Linked DNA regions of Mus musculus: regions 2 and 3 are each linked to region 1. A link is a contact called in public Hi-C data. All regions are on one chromosome and are shown on one strand. The core of a region is the stretch at or near the end of the contact, and the rest is flanking DNA. Distances in the headings are between cores, read along the strand shown. Region 1 overlaps Lrmda (leucine rich melanocyte differentiation associated). Region 2 overlaps Kcnma1 (potassium large conductance calcium-activated channel, subfamily M, alpha member 1). Region 3 overlaps Lrmda (leucine rich melanocyte differentiation associated).

Evidence for each region. A called contact is a pair of places that touch in the nucleus more often than the background predicts.
Region 2: a contact with region 1 is called in a Hi-C map of uterus, with 3 times the contacts expected there. The contact joins two enhancer-like sites.
Region 3: a contact with region 1 is called in a Hi-C map of uterus, with 8 times the contacts expected there. The contact joins two enhancer-like sites. A contact is called at or near these places in 3 of 484 Hi-C or Micro-C datasets (all in uterus).

Annotation. Positions count from the first base shown.
Region 1 is chr14:23,013,041-23,018,188 of GRCm38.p6, reverse strand. All of the region lies in intron 6 of Lrmda (leucine rich melanocyte differentiation associated), which reads right to left. Among named protein-coding and RNA genes, the nearest start is that of Gm10248, 79 kb to the left of the region's middle. Within about 2 kb of position 2,613, at least 46 of the 459 cell types and tissues checked have an H3K27ac peak or open chromatin away from gene starts, as enhancers often do. A contact at or near this core is called in uterus, where this site is marked.
Region 2 is chr14:23,519,153-23,524,300 of GRCm38.p6, reverse strand. The region is part of intron 9 of Kcnma1 (potassium large conductance calcium-activated channel, subfamily M, alpha member 1); the gene reads left to right. It overlaps 5430425E15Rik (a long non-coding RNA gene), which reads right to left. Exons shown (of 4, transcript XR_003951125.1): 4 at 1-5,148. Among named protein-coding and RNA genes, the nearest start is that of 5430425E15Rik, 11 kb to the right of the region's middle. RefSeq lists an enhancer at 2,703-4,155. Within about 2 kb of position 3,045, at least 20 of the 459 cell types and tissues checked have an H3K27ac peak or open chromatin away from gene starts, as enhancers often do. A contact at or near this core is called in uterus, where this site is marked.
Region 3 is chr14:22,683,922-22,689,069 of GRCm38.p6, reverse strand. All of the region lies in intron 5 of Lrmda (leucine rich melanocyte differentiation associated), which reads right to left. Among named protein-coding and RNA genes, the nearest start is that of Gm30926, 110 kb to the left of the region's middle. Within about 2 kb of position 2,254, at least 6 of the 459 cell types and tissues checked have an H3K27ac peak or open chromatin away from gene starts, as enhancers often do. A contact at or near this core is called in uterus, where this site is marked.

The DNA of each region.
Region 1 (5,148 bases), core at 1,364-3,863:
TTATGTGTCGGGAGGAATTTCTTTTCTGGTCCAGTCTATTTGGAGTTCTGTAGGCTTCTTGTATGTTCATGGGCATCTCTTTCTTTAGATTTGGGAAGTTTTCTTCAATAATTTTGTTGAAGATGTTTGCTGGTCCTTTGAGTTGAAAATCTTCATTCTCATCCACTCCTATTATCCGTAGGTTTGGTCTTCTCATTGTGTCCTGGATTTCCTGGATGTTTTGAGTTAGGATCTTTTTGCATTTTCCATTTTCTTTGATTGTTGTGCCGATGTTCTCTATGGAGTCTTCTGCACCTGAGATTCTCTCTTCCATCTCTTGTATTCTGTTGCTGATGCTGGCATCTATGGTTCCAGATTTCTTTCCTAGGGTTTCTATCTCCAGCGTCGCCTCACTTTGGGTTTTCTTTATTGTGTCTACTTCCCTTTTTAGGTCTAGTATGGTTTTGTTCATTTCCATCACCTGTTTGGATGTGTTTTCCTGTTTTTCTATAAGGACTTCTACCTGTTTGGTTGTGTTTTCCTGTTTTTCTTTAAGGACTTGTAACTCTTTAGCAGTGTTTTCCTGTTTTTCTTTAAGGACTTGTAACTCTTTAGCAGTGTTCTCCTGTATTTCTTTAAGTGAGTTGTTGAATTCCTTCTTTATGTCCTCTACCATCATCATGAGATATGCTTTTAAATCCAGGTCTACCTTTTCAGGTGTGTTAGGGTGTCCTGGATTGGGCGAAGTGGGCGTTCTGGGTTCTGATGATGGTGAGTGGTCCTGGCTTCTGTTAGTAGGATTCTTACGTTTACCTTTCGCCATCTGGCAATCTCTGGAGTTAGTTGTTATAGTTGTCTTTGTTAAAAGATTGTTCCTCTGTTGATTTTGTTACCCTCTATCAGCAGGCGTGGGAGACAAGCTCTCTTCTCTGAGTTTCAGTGGTCAGAGCAGTCTCTGTAGGCAAGCTCTCCTCTCTCAGGGAAGGTGTACAGTTATCTGGTGTTTGGACCTCCTCCTGGCTGAAGGTGAAGGCCCAAAACAGGATCTTTCCCAGAAGCTGTGTTGCTTTGGCCAGGAAGGTGGCCAGTTGTCTGGAGTCGAAGATGTCGCAGCCTCAGAAGCTCTGTGGCTCTTGCCGGGAAGGTGGCTGGTTGTCTGGAGCTGAGGATGGTGCCGCCCCAGAATCTCTGCGACTCTCTCGCCCGTCCCAGAAACGGCTGGCACTCTGTATTCCACACGGTCACCCGTGCAGCCTGCCCTCCGCGGAGTCCCGGAGCCAAGAAGGCTCCCGCCGGCGCCTGTGCCACAAACCTCTCAGGCCAGGCAGGAGGTCTGTATTTTTAAAGTATTAACCATGCCATGTACTTAAATTATCTCTATCTTGTACTCCCATTTCTTCGTCGTAACATCACACCTCAATATCTCCCGAAGAAGTTCCCTCTAAAACAAGCTATTAAGTGACCTGACATGGAATCTGTACCTCAGACAAGTGGTTGCAGAAGAGCTTTCAACACAAGCTGTCTATTGTCTGACATGTTTCTATTTATTTCTACCAATGTATGCCATTTTTCAAATCCTCCTATCCCTATAGGGGTGACTTATTTGGTCTGTTTTATTTGGAAAGGGGGAAGAATCAAAAGCTAGTTGTATGGTTGTTGGGTTGTTTGTTTGTTTGTTGTGTTGTTTTTTGTTTTTGTTTTTTCTTGGTCATCAGATGAAGCCATCTCTGCCTTATTTCTGTCTGCTGAAAGAGATGGCACCATGCCTGGCCAAGTCCCCTTTCCTTCAGCCTCCATAGTCCAGCCAGACTCACAGCAGTGCTACAAAATATAGACTTGAAAAGTAATTAAGATATAAGTATTCCAGAAGAGAACACATGGTTATTTAAAGCCATTGGACAGCTTTCAAAAGGAAAGATCTATGAAATCCAAGGGCTGAGAGCCATCACGCTGTTTGCCTCCATTTCTCACATTAAGAATAGAGACTAATTATAAATCTCCAGCAAATATGACCTGGTAAAGAGTTTTCAAACAAAAGCCTGCACTGAACAGGATATCTGGCAGATCTGGGCACTTGTTTTCACTAATAACCATTAAAGTTGTTCCTAGTAAAGCCTTTTACAGCAGCATTAGAAATATCAGGGTTTACGTTTTCCTTAATGAATCACTGCACTGTGTTACCATTGCACCACGGTCTCCCAGCGGCTCCTGATCCTCGCTTTGTCTCCGTGGTGCCTCTTTCCCCCTGTAACATTTCGTTTCCAATGACACGTCAGCCGTCTTTCACCAACCTCAAAGGAAAGTTGAATGCAGGGCTCACAAAGTTAAGCTGACATTTGCTCCCTTCCAATAAAAAATATTTAGTCCATTAAACATAAATACCTGTCATTATGATACATGGAGTGGGTGCGAGCCTCCCGGTTCCCTCTGATGTTTATTACATCCAAGCAACTGCAGTGCCTGCATGTTTTCAACTTTAGTGTATTGATTAAACTTTTAAATGGCTGCCATATAACCCAGGGACAGCGGGAAGATTAATTTGCGTCAATGTTCATCTGTAATTCATTAGCCATTTATTCTTTACAACCACATGGGCTATCAAGAAAATGCAGGCCATTTTTCACTCGGCACAGGCTGAGAACAGATTCTGAAATTTGTGCTGCATACAAATAAGTTCCCGGGGTCTGGCCAGTTAAACTGCTTGGCTTTTCAAAAGTTGAGGAGAGGAGGAGTGGGGTAGGGGCATGAAGACTCCTGGGGGGAGGGAACGGGCATCTTCAGGCTTAACTGTGTTTGTTAGTTCTCTGCAAGGGGAGGAACGAGCATCTTCAGGCTTAACTGTGTTGGTTCTCTGCTTTTCTGTCCATGGACACTGGTTTCTTCTTACAGTTGGATTAAAATAACGGAAACCTGTGTCTGAGCAGAGGCAATAAATAACCCAGTTGCTCTCTTCCCCATCCGCTCTCTTCCCCAACACTTCTCTTCCCACCCCTACCTAATGTCTCCTAAAGTGCTGTTCCTGGCAGAAAACCTCAGCCAGTTGCAGTGAAGTAGAAAAGTGTGTAGCCTAGAGGAATCTGGAGCTGTCAAGTCAGGGACAGTGGCATTTGAACCAGCTCTTCCCCAAACAGTGGAATCTCAACCCTGCCTGGAGCTGGGAAGGTGCCCAGCTAAATAGCAGTTTCCTGAGGGAAGAGGGAAGCCATCTGGCTTCTCCACATGCCCTCCTGACCCCCTTGGCAGAAAACAGACTACAAAGTAGAGGCATACACAGAATTAAGCACACCCCTGAAAGACCCTTCCACACACAAGGTGCTATGGGAAGAAAAGGAAAGAGCTTTGTGTGCTCAGGTCAGGGCTGGAGGAGACGAAAGCACAGAAGGGGAATTGTTCTTCATAAGGATGAATAATTAAAGCAGAGAGCTTGCAGCCTGGGCCTCACTGTGGCTCATCACTGTAACAGTGAACAGCAAAGAAATCAATGGTCATGACAATACTCTCTCTCTCTCTCTCTCTCTCTCTCTCTCTCTCTCTCTCTCTCTCTGTGTGTGTGTGTGTGTGTGTCTGTCTATCTGTCTCTCTCTGCCTCTCTGTCTCTGCCTCTGCCTCTCTCTGTCTCTCTGTCTGTCTGTCTCTCTCTCTCTGTCTCTCTCTCTGTCTCTCTGTCTCTCTGTCTCTCTGTCTCTCTCTCTCTCTCTCTCTCTCTCTGTGTGTGTGTGTGTGTGTGTGTGTGTGTGTGTGTGTGTGTGTGTGTGATTGGGGAAGCTGACTGGCAGTACTAGAAGAGGCATCATGCAGTTGCTGAAGGCAAAAGCTGCCTGGTCTGTGATGCCCACAAAAAAAAAAATCAAAGGTAATATTACATACTGGTAAGCTTTGGTAATAGTATCTGAAAAAGAGCCAGCATAGAGGAAGCCTTGGGGAGGATGCAGTAAATGTCCATTTGTGCTCTAACTGCTCAGGCTGCTTATAACCAGGACTAAAAATGAGGCTGCCTCAAAAGTGCCCATCTTGAGCCATCTTAGCCCTGCTCCATACGAGGCTTCACCAAGAGTCAGCAACACAGGGACCCTTTGTTACCCCCTTGGGGAGATGGGGTAGGCTTATTTGTCTAACTTATGGAAGTAGAACTAAAAACCCAATAGAATATATGTATGATCGAAAAACTGCACTAGGGAACTTGAAGATCACTAGACATTTTCTGGGCCTTGGCCCTGCCCCTGGGCTTGTGATGCATAATATATATCAACTTCATGTGCTGTTGTTTTTTCCCATGGTATACTTGTATCAGCTGAGTTCAATAAATATTTGTAGAGTGAACCAACCCTACAATCTAAACAGAAAGATTGATTCATTTGTTTCATCCCTCAGCAGATACCTAAGGACTGTCTACTTTGCAGCACTGCTCTAAACATGGGATCAAGCATGAGAATGAGGGAAGCTACAGGCTCTGGTCAAAGGGGCATTTGCAAATTGTTTACTTTTATTTATTTCTCAGGGAAGTTGGGGGTTTTCTAGACCCCCAAGACCTTTATAAGACCAGGGCTATGTTCTTTGTCTGGTCTTTCTCTGGGCAAATCCTGGAGGTGACAGTGTTTAGACAGTTTATGCCTTGGGATTTATTTGGATGAGAGCTAGGATGAAGTGAGTCTGAACTTCTCAAAAAGGCCCTCACACACACGCCTATAGCACCTTCAGATGTCATGGATGCCACAGAAAGAGTCTGCTCTCTGTGGGGGAGGGTCGACTTGGCTTGGCTTTGGAGATGGATGTTCACAAATAATGCTCCTTACCAAATGCATGGTCCATAATTGGCCATGGGTCTGAGAAACACAAAAGAAATCTGTGACTATTCCAATTATTCGATCAAATACTGAGGACATCAAATCAACCTCCGCCTCACTTTTGTTGGGGGGACATATTAGGCAGAGACAGTGAATCTAAATCAAGGACTCTGGCTTTACACAAACTGTTTTCCATCTCTTTGCGAAGACAAAATGAACACATGAGAGGAAGACAAGGGACAGGGAATTAGAGACAATTGTTCAACAGGTTTTTCCTCCTCAGACAAATAATTAAAAAAAAAAAAAGTCTACTGAGGGAAGACCAGGATCCCAGCAGGCCAGCACTCTCATCCAGGACATTAGTAACAGTCACCTAGACCCAAAG
Region 2 (5,148 bases), core at 1,796-4,295, 510 kb before region 1:
TCCTGTCATCAACACCAGGACTGTGCTCATTACTTTATACATTGTTTCCTGGTTCAAAAGCTAATTACCAAGTAGTTTAAAGAAGCCCTTGGTCACTTAGATCTTTCATCAGAAAATATAAGCTTGGGAAAGGAGTGGTAATAAAGAGCCATTAGCACCCTTTGTTTGATGTTGGTTCTCCAGTCAGTAGAACAAGATTGATGAAATGTTATGTTTGGCCAAAATTTGAGTTTTCATTTGGAATTCAGTGTTGAGAGAATGGGCTGTCAGAATCAATAAGTTTCCTTTCGCTTGGGATATGGGCATGTGGTAGTAATTAGCAATATAAGGTCTTTACTTGAGCAACGAAGCATGGATTCTGGCAGCAAACATAATGAGAAACTACAGTTGTTCTATTCCGAACGTCAAAAAGTTTCCAGATAAAATTAAATGCATTTGCAAAAGGGAAGGGGCTTAACTTTGTTGAGAGCTGGAGTTGAGACTCTTAAAATAGCAGGCAGTACTTGGAGTTTTGGTGCATGCAAAAAAAATGCATGTACTGTCCTCATCCACACATGTATACACACTCCCCGCCAGGACTGAATTCAGCAAATACCTAGAAAACAACTTAAACATATACATAGTTGAGAGATTTTTTTTGGTATGTGCATATTTTACTCAGCAGTAACTACACATAACAATATATTAATTTGTCAGACAACCAAATGTAACGTATGATACACCAACTGCAGAGACACAAAAATGTGAAGTCCGAAGATCATTCAGGATGGAAAACCAGTGTAACAGAGCAATGTAAGGCTTGAAAGACACACCAGCCACATGCGGGTGTTGGAGAATATGGAGGTCCTCTTGGTGCTTCCTCGTAACTTTTAATCAGTGTGTTTAGCACAACAAAACCATTTCCTGTGGCATTTCCAAATCTTCCTCCCTGTCCACAGAAGTCAAGGCCTTCTTCACCCTTTTCATTGTGTCCTCTATCCCAGCAGTAGGAGCGGGTACCCATACATATACCGGCTGCTGTGTCACATATCTGGACAACTAAGAATAGAGACCAAAGTGTTATTTATTTATTTTTTTCCAGAGCTGAGGACCGAACCCAGGGCCTTGAGCTTGCTAGGCAAGCACTCTACCACTGAGCTAAATCTCCAACCCCTGAGACCGATGTGTTAACAAAGAGTTCAGTTAGAGACCAAGAAACTTATCAATGGATAATTTGGAAATATTGTGGGCAATTAGCCCCTTGTGCTGAGACCCTAAATCTTATTCAGCATAGTAGCTCTCCTAGAGCCCAGCTGGCCTCCCAAGGCCTTTGACTCTGCCTCCTTCCTTCGTGTACAATGAAAACTGCTCAGAGGTGGTGGAGGCATGGGGGAGACGGAGACTCCCATGGCCTTGGGGTTCTTGGTTTGCTGTCTTTTCCTTCCACAGCCTCTTACGGTTTCCCCAGAGGTTTCTTCTCTGAGTGTAATTCATTCTACTCCTGGTTAGTTTATGAGAACTGACAAGATCATGGTCCAAGGTCAGATGGCCAAGGGCCATGGAAAATAATTGGCCACAGAGAGGAATCCATCAGCTGTAACCCCCTGGATAGAGACAGCACAGCTGGGGAGCCATCCAGGCCTTATGTTTCCCATGATGTGGCTTCAATGGCCCCAAACTGAGGTAGTTCTGGCCCAGGTGTTTGGGACAGAGAGAAGAGTGTGGGTGTAGAGGGCTCCACAGATTTTTGGTAGCCAGAAGCTGAGAGGACACATGGAAAGAAAGGAATTAAAAAAAAAAAAAAGACAAGGAGTGGACAAAGGAGAACAGGAAACCAGATGTAATTAGCATGGAAGGAAAATCTCCATGGTGACTTCCCAATTCTAGAGTGGGGAGCAGTTTCTACAGCCAGACCCATATCTTGCTCCAGAGCAATTGCTCTTGCTCTTGAGCTTCAGTGTTGGTCTCTTACTACAAACACCATACTGTTTTATCTAGTAGACCAGTTTCAGGATTTGTAGGTTGGTCCATTTTGAGCTCTTGATTTCCAAGAGATAGAAGTAAACTTATTTAAAGAACTCCATGTATACCTGGGACCATATTTTCTACCCTCATCTGGACCCAATGCTTCAAGAATTCAGAGAATAACTATATCTCCTTCATAATCTCCAGCTTGCCAGGGCATTCCTCTCTGCTAGCTAATCATGGGGCTCTATGCATCTCCTTCTGATTTCTTATGAGTGGGGCCTAGTTTAGCTACTTATTCAATATAGGCTGTTCTTCTCATTCATGTTCATGCTCCCTCTCCCTCTCCCTCTCCCTCTCCCTCTCCCTCTCCCTCTCCCTCTCCCTCTCCCTCTCCCTCTCCCTCTCCCTCTCCCTCTCCCTCTCCCTCTCCCTCTCCCTCTCCCTCTGCCTCTCCCTCTCCCTCTCCCTCTCCCTCTCCCTTTCCCTCTTCCTCTCCCTTTCCCTTTCCCTCTTCCTCTCCCTCTCCCTCTTCCCCCCTCCCCCTCCCTCTCCCTCTCCCCCTCCCTCCTCCTTACTCAGACCCCATGTGTTTCTTTATGCCTACTTACTACCTTGGCTCTACATGGGCTGTTCCTCTATCTTCTCCCTACTTTCAGGTTTTACCCACAGTGATTCCAGGCCATTTTTAAAGGCCATAATATGGCTATTTCCTTAAAAAGATTCTTTTTATTTGCCCCCTCTTGGGGGTCTATCCTTGCCAAAAGAGAATCACCATGTGCTGTACCTTCATGTTTATTCATTCCACATGTGTTTATTGACTGCTTGCTCTGTGCCAGGCATCAGGGACAGATACATTCCAGCACACCTATTAAACCCTCCAGCCGTACAACAGCTCTCGCTCTCTGTTGAGCTATCTGGCCACCTAAGTGGTTGGGAAGTTCAGCTCGAGAGCTTATTTAAACCTGCCTCGGATCCCAGGGAGTCTCCCTGCAATGCTGTGGTTGCTCTCAGCCTGGCCTCCAGTGTGCGAGAGTGGGATGTGGGTTAAGTCATGTGGTGCTATCTTGGCTTGATACCATGGGCCTGCTTTCCTTTCCTGTTTATGTGGATCTCGGGTGACGTTCACTCTCACTTCTCCCAGGCCTGCAAGGGCCGGACTGCTCACGGGAGGGATGTTTCCCATAAGATGTCATTTACGATTTCTCTGCCTCAGACATCACTCAGGTTGAAATGGGACTGAAGTCTTGTATTTTACACAATCTTTGATCCCTTGTCAGGAAAAGCATTGAGCACTTCTCCTCTCGTAGCCCACGTGACTCCCCTGCAATATCTCAGGATTCCTCGATTTTAAAAACCATAAATTAGCAAATCATCAACATATCACCGGGGAGGTTCATCTGGTAGCGATTGTAGTCAGAAGGAAACATGGGCCCTAATAACTGATTTTCACAAAGATACAAAGAATTGTAGACAGACAGATACAGTAAATAGGAAGACAAATAGATAATTCAAGCTGACAGGCCATCTTGAACTGATTAGGCATTCTGCTTTGATTAGCATTAAACTTTTTGTGGAAAGAGGAAAAAAAGAAAAAAAAATGTTGCCCTCATACTTTGGGAAAACGACCCCTGATGACTTCTGAAATTGGGCACTGAGAGGCAGATCACAGCGCATTTGGCATTAGATGCCCCACATGATGTAGTGTCCCAAGTAGTCCTTTCCAATGACAGGGGCCTTGGTGGGTGTGGATGCAGATACTTCCTCCTTGGCATCTGCTTTGGGTCCTTCTCAGGCACGTCTCCAGTCCTTTTCAAACTTGAACATCTGAAAAGAGACTTGGCTGCATAGTCAATCAAACTCTAGGTAATGCGGATGGGATGAAGGCCTCCCCTCTGCCCCCCTTCCCTGCTGTCTTTCTTCCCTTCCACACACTTAGCAGAATGTTCCACCTATTGTTCTCTAAACAAGAATAGAAATGTAGGTGGGAGATGAACTGGGTACCTTGCGGGGTGGGGGCGCATTCAAGCATCGACTTTTGCTTTCAAATATCCTACCTCCATTTACAAAGGAATTCTGATTGTGAATTTTCTAATTATAATCCCGAAAGATTCTTTCTGCTCAGCCTCATGTTTGATGGAGTGAGTCCTTGCTGGGTAGATTTAGAATCCCAGGAACAAATGCAAGCATCCGAGACTAAGTTGCACCCTATTTTCTGTCTTCCTGACATGCCATTCATTCTGATAGAAGTCTTTCCAGAGTTGCGACGAGCAGTTCCTTGCAGACTTGGGGTTCTTTCCACCACTGCTGTCACCATGCTCTGAAAATAAAACAGCAAACTTTCTCACTGGCCAAGTCCAGCGTCTCTTTGTATTAAAATATCATAGACATCAATGCAGCATGAAGGATGTGGAAATCTGATTCTGTTGCTGTCAGAGTTGAACCTCCATACAGTACTGGTATTACATGGCAGCAGCCTGCTCCTTTCCCCACAACCGTGGAGATTTGCTCTGACCGTGGGTACCAGTTGTCAGTAAAGGTCATTGGCTCTCCCTCCTCTGTGCAATTCCAATAAGGAGATGTGGAGGCAGATCAGAGATGCATGATGCTTCTCACAGATGCCAAAGGGTCTTGCCAGCTTGCATCTAAAGCAGATTTAGGAAAACACCCATTCCAACACACTGGCTCAACAATTATTCAAACCCTCCCATGAGCCGGGAATTGTGCTGGACTCCGTGGTGAAGAGGAGTAAGAGATTGTGATTGTTGCTCTCTTGGAGAGTATGTGAGACCTTGTCCAATCAGAGCTATCCAAGGAGCCAGTGGCAGCTAAACGGGAGCTTGATTATGTAGTAACATCATCCCAGTGAGATGTTCTTTTGGCTGGAATTTGGTACAATAAAATCAGGAAGGTGTGAAATAATCATGAAGGCAGGAAGCACATTAGAGAGAGTGTTCCTAAGAGCACACGATAACTCAGTGTGTTCCTAATGAGCTCACTGGGGCTGTTTAGGGTAGAGGTAACAGCAGAAAGCCAGTGTGCCTAAAAATCTTACAGAGCTAATAAGCAACCCAGGAAAGGGGGCTGTGGTGACATTCAGGAGGGCTTGGGACCTGGTAGTAACATTGGGAAGTCCCTAGGCCAGACAGGTATCCTTCTGTGACATATCATATCATGCCTCAGCAGGCTTTTGAGTCTATGGCT
Region 3 (5,148 bases), core at 1,005-3,504, 330 kb after region 1:
AGTTAAGAGCACTGACTGTTCTTCTAGAGGACTAGAGTTCAATTCCCAGCAACCACATGGCAGCTCACAAAAGTCATAACTCCAGTTCCAGAGGATCTGTCACCCTTGCACTGACATACAGGCAGAACACCAATGGACATAAAAATAAGTAAATCTGTTTAGAAAGAGAGCATTTGTCTAAGACAAATTTAAAATACGTTCAGGGAGCTCATCTCCATTTTACTTGCCCAGAAATGCTTTGTAAGTACTAGCATAGTTTTCAAGTTTTTAGAAAAAAAAATATTTACTTTCCATTCACCCAGTAGAACATCATCATGGGAGAATGCATATACTTTCATCGATTCACCAGGACTACGGTTATAATTGAACCCAACTGCTTGGGAAAGTGGGATTAAGAAAGCCTCTCCCATCCCACAGAGTCAGAAACACTTGGTCTGGCTGAGATTTCTCCACCACTCAAGTTCCCTCTAATGGCAGCAAGGAAACAGGTCATTTATCTGACAACACATTATTTACTGACATTAAAAATGATAATATCCATCAACAATGAGTCCAGCCTTAAGAGGGTCATGCTGAGAAGAAAGCTGTGGCTGTCTATCTTTGATGTAGGTACAAGGACAGGCTTACTGAGTTGTCATTAGGTTCCAAGAGCACCACAATTGTCACAAGGAATGCTCACTTTAGTGACATGCAAGGAAATACATGTGTGTTTCAAATGACCCATTTGTATTTTGGGTGTTTTGTTTTGTTTTGTTTTTCTTTTATTCTTTTTCTTTTGTTCAGGACTCTTACAAGACTAGAAACTGGGATTCTAGAAACGGAGCCAGGAAAATGATTCACTCTCCTGGGGAAGATTGTCTGTCTGTCTGTTTGTCTGTCTGTCTGTCTGTCTGTCTCTCCTTCCCTCCCTCTTTTATCCCTCCTTCCCTCCTTCTTTTATTTTTAAAATTGAATGTGATCATCCATAAATCTCACCATTAAAAAAGTCAGGCATTATTATCTCCAATTTCTATTTTAAAAAAAGAAAATTAAACAAAACAACCCTGAAAGTCAAAGAAAAGTTATTTTGTAAAATTTCCCAAGTTCACAGTACTCATAAATTGGGGACTCAGGACTGGAAATAGAAGTTTTTTTTGGTTTTTGGTTTTTGGTTTTTTTCTATCCTGTTGTTTTGTTTGTTTCTGATTCTCTATTGAACTTGCCTCTTGCTTCCCTCTCTCCTTGTCTCCATCTACAGCCTGCTTTCTACAAACATGAAACTCTAGACACCACTGCCTTACAGCAGCTTCCTCTCATGACCAATTCTGTCCCCAGGCAAAAACCACAGCACACAGCAGTTTAGCAAGTCTTGAAGATGTGGAAACTCGGTATGGACTGTGGCTCATGTTGGGGATATTTACCTTGACCTGTAAACTGGCAGAATGGCCTGCAGGCTGGAGTGCTAGTCAGTTCACAAGAGAAAGCAAGAGAGAACAAAGATGGGGACTCTGAGCTGCAGAATACTGGGCTGCTTGGGAGGAAGGTGCCTCTCTGAACCAGAAGCCAAAACTCAACCACTATGAAAACCGAGCATGCACGGACCTGGTTTTCTACCTAATGTATTGTTTCTTTTTCTTTTTTATCTATCTATCTATCTATCTATCTATCTATCTATCTATCTATTTGCTTAATTTCCATTTCTGGTACTCTCTCTTCTCCATTTATCTTCTTGTATCTTATTAAAGGACACAGTGGGAAGGCCAGATGTCCACTGACAGACCTTTAGTAGCACCAGTGAGCGCCTGTGTCCTTCCCATTTCCACATGACAATGTAGGACTGCTTTCTCAGCATCCAGCAGCCTGGTAGGAACGGAAAAATACTCCACATGAGAAGTTATGTGTCAGGATGGCCTCCAACAATGGACCTCACAAGTTTTGTTTGTTTCTGAGCTCTATGCAAAGCTACAGGAGAGCCTCCCTGATGTTGAGGATGAAATCTGGCGTCAGCACAGGACTGGCAGTCTCCTTTCTGACTAGCAAATGGCTCTTGGCTTCCCGGCCACACTCTGATCAGGGTGAATTACATGCATAATTCAAAATCCAGAAAACTGCTTTGGTACAACATGCTAGCATCCTGCCAAAGCTGGAGATTATCAGGAAGTGTGATTTTGGCTGCGCCCTCAGCTCCATTTTACACTCTCTTATTTCTGTGTTATTGCTCATTCACTTAAAGAGAAATACACGAGTCAGAGACAAGATCTCTTTCCCTTCTCATGTTTCTCCAATTTATCTTCCTTGGCATGATGCATTTCTCAAGCCCGAGAGTTGAAAGCGCTGTCTTGTCCTCCTCTGCTTTCCCCATTATCTCCCCAATCTCTCGTTTATTCTTTAGTGTTTTTCTCTTATCAGCACAGTTTCTGGGGACATCACAAAGTTGGAATGAGTTGCCTCTCACCTTCTAGGACTGTTTATTGGATGTTTGGGGCCTCACACTTTCAATCACATGGCCCTCAGTTTCTGGCATGTGTGTGGAGAGAGGAAATCCTAGACACAGCTCCACTAGGGCTCATGACCCTACTGAAGACTACTTATTATATAAAAAGGACTCCATGTGACATTCTCTCTAGAACCCTGGCTTACTCTAAAGAATGGAGGGAATATTACTAATAACAGTCTCAGTCTGATACTTTATATAGGGCTCTGGGCAAAGAACTTTGATTCTACTATTCTACTGTGTGTGTGTGTGTGTGTGTGTGTGTGTGTGTTACGTATTGGTTCATATGGTTGTATATGGGCACATGAGCACATAGATGTAGATGTATGTGAAAGCCAGATGTCAACAGCAGTTTTCTTCCTGTCACTGTTCTATTTCCTTCTTGAGAAAGGTACCTGCCCATCTCCTGCAAACCCAGGACTAGTATGACAGAGGACTGCTGCAACCTTCAGCTCCTCTATGTACAGTGGCATTCAAACTTAGGCCTCTTCACTTGTTTAGCAGATACTTTACCAAGTGAGCCATTGTCCCAGTCCCAATTTTCACTTTTTAAAAAAGGTTACTATTCAAAAAGTATTAGGGGGAAGAACTCTCAAAAGAATTCATACTCATAACTGCAGATTACAATACAGAAGTTCTTTATGAATCAACACACAGCTAATGTGTTTCTGCTCTATCCACACTAATCCACTTGGCTTTTCTCCCATGGAGAAATTTTTGTAGCCTGTCACAAACATCATACCGTTTCAACCATGCATATACTAAGGTAGTTCTAAGAGATAATAAATTCTGCATTTAAAATATAATAGCACTACCATTGTCATGTCTAAGAAACATTTAAAATTCCTGTTATCAAATAATCACTGAGTGTTCAAATTTTCCTAATTATCTCACAATGCCTATTCAAAAACTTTGCTTCGAATTGCATCTTCAGTTATGAAATACTTAAAGTCCACAAAATATTCAAAATTAAGCAGTATGAAGGTAACCACCACCTATTTATTTAAAATTTGCCACAAAACATATTGTTTGGTACAATATATTTTTCCTGAAAATAGTTTTAATCTCAAAGCAAAGTCAAATAAATAGAGCAGAGCTTTCCCAAATAGGCCTGATTCCTACACATGTATAGCCCTCCTTGTGATTTAATGCACCTAGCAGTTAATAGACCTCTCCTGATACATTACTGAGTTCTTTACTCTATATTAGGATACACCTTTGACATGTAGTGGCTATGGACAGGTGAGCTGAGCCGGGTATCAATCCTGAGAGGCTTGCCCACAATATTCTCATCCTTTCTGTTGTGTCTATGTAGTATTTTCTCTGGACCCTTGACAGACACCGACTTTTTTTTTAACTATATGGTTCCATCTGTTCTAGGATGGCATATATTTGAAACTGTATATGTCCTCTCTTCAAATTAGCTTCTGTTACTTACCAATATGCTTGTAACTCTTTCATGTCTGATCATGGTTTAACAGCTTCTTTCTTTATAGTGCCAAGTAATACTCTCAACAAGTTTCCAGTCACCTACTGAAAGATACCATGATATAGGCAGCTAAAATCAGAGTTGTTTTGGTCAATATGCAGAGAGTGAGAGAAAGTCTGTGAACTCTTGTCTTAGTTAGGATTTCATTGCTGTGAGGAGACACCATGATCAAGGCAACTAATATAAAGGACAATATTTAATTGGAGATGGCTTACAGTTTCAGAGGTTCAGTCCATTATCATCACGGTGGGAACATGGCAGCATGCAGCAGACATGATGCTGTGAGAAAGAGATGAGAGTTCTACATCTTGACCCAAAGGCAGCCAGAAGGAGACTACTATATCTTATACTGGGCAGAGCTTGAGCACATATATTACCTCAAAGCCCTGCCTCCACAGTGATACACTTCCTCCAACAAGGCCCCACCTACTCCAAAATAACCCACACCTCCTAATAGTGTTATTCCCTGGGCCAAGCATATCTAAACCACAACTTTATTTATAAACACAATTACCCCCTAAGGCTCAGAAACCAGCAAAGAGGAGGGAACTGAAAAATTGTAGGAGCCAGAGATCAGGGAGGGCCAGAGTGAGGCAGTACTTTCTGGACAGGATAAAACCACCATACCCATGTATCATAGTAGCTGTGATTGTTTGCGTAAGCTCTGCACAAGATCAAGCTAGTCAACATGGCAGCTTAGAGGTAGAAGGGGTGCATGGGCCCCTCTCCCAACTGAAAATTTATGGACAGCTATTTGCTTCAGAGAGAGTTTTCTTTAAAAGTGTGTCCCCTGGTAGGATAAATGCAATATGGTTGAAGGCCCTATACTCAGGAGTATGGGAAAAAAAAACTGGACTTAATGGACTGTTTTTTTAAATAGCAGGGACATGTAAGTAGATGGTATCTTAGAGGAGTTAGGGTAGGCATGTGTGATAAAGATCAAAATAATTTATGAAAATCTCAAAGAATTAATAATAATACTACAAAGGAATAAAGTTGTTATAAAGATCATTGTGCAGGTTTCTGTATTGGCAGAAACACACACACACACACACACACACACACACATTTTCCAGTTTTCGATGAGGTGTGATCCTATGACACGTGGTCTAACAAGAAGTCTGAAAACAGAACAGACTCTGTGGGACCAGGACTGTAAAGACCTTAATGTGAGGTTAATCTTATT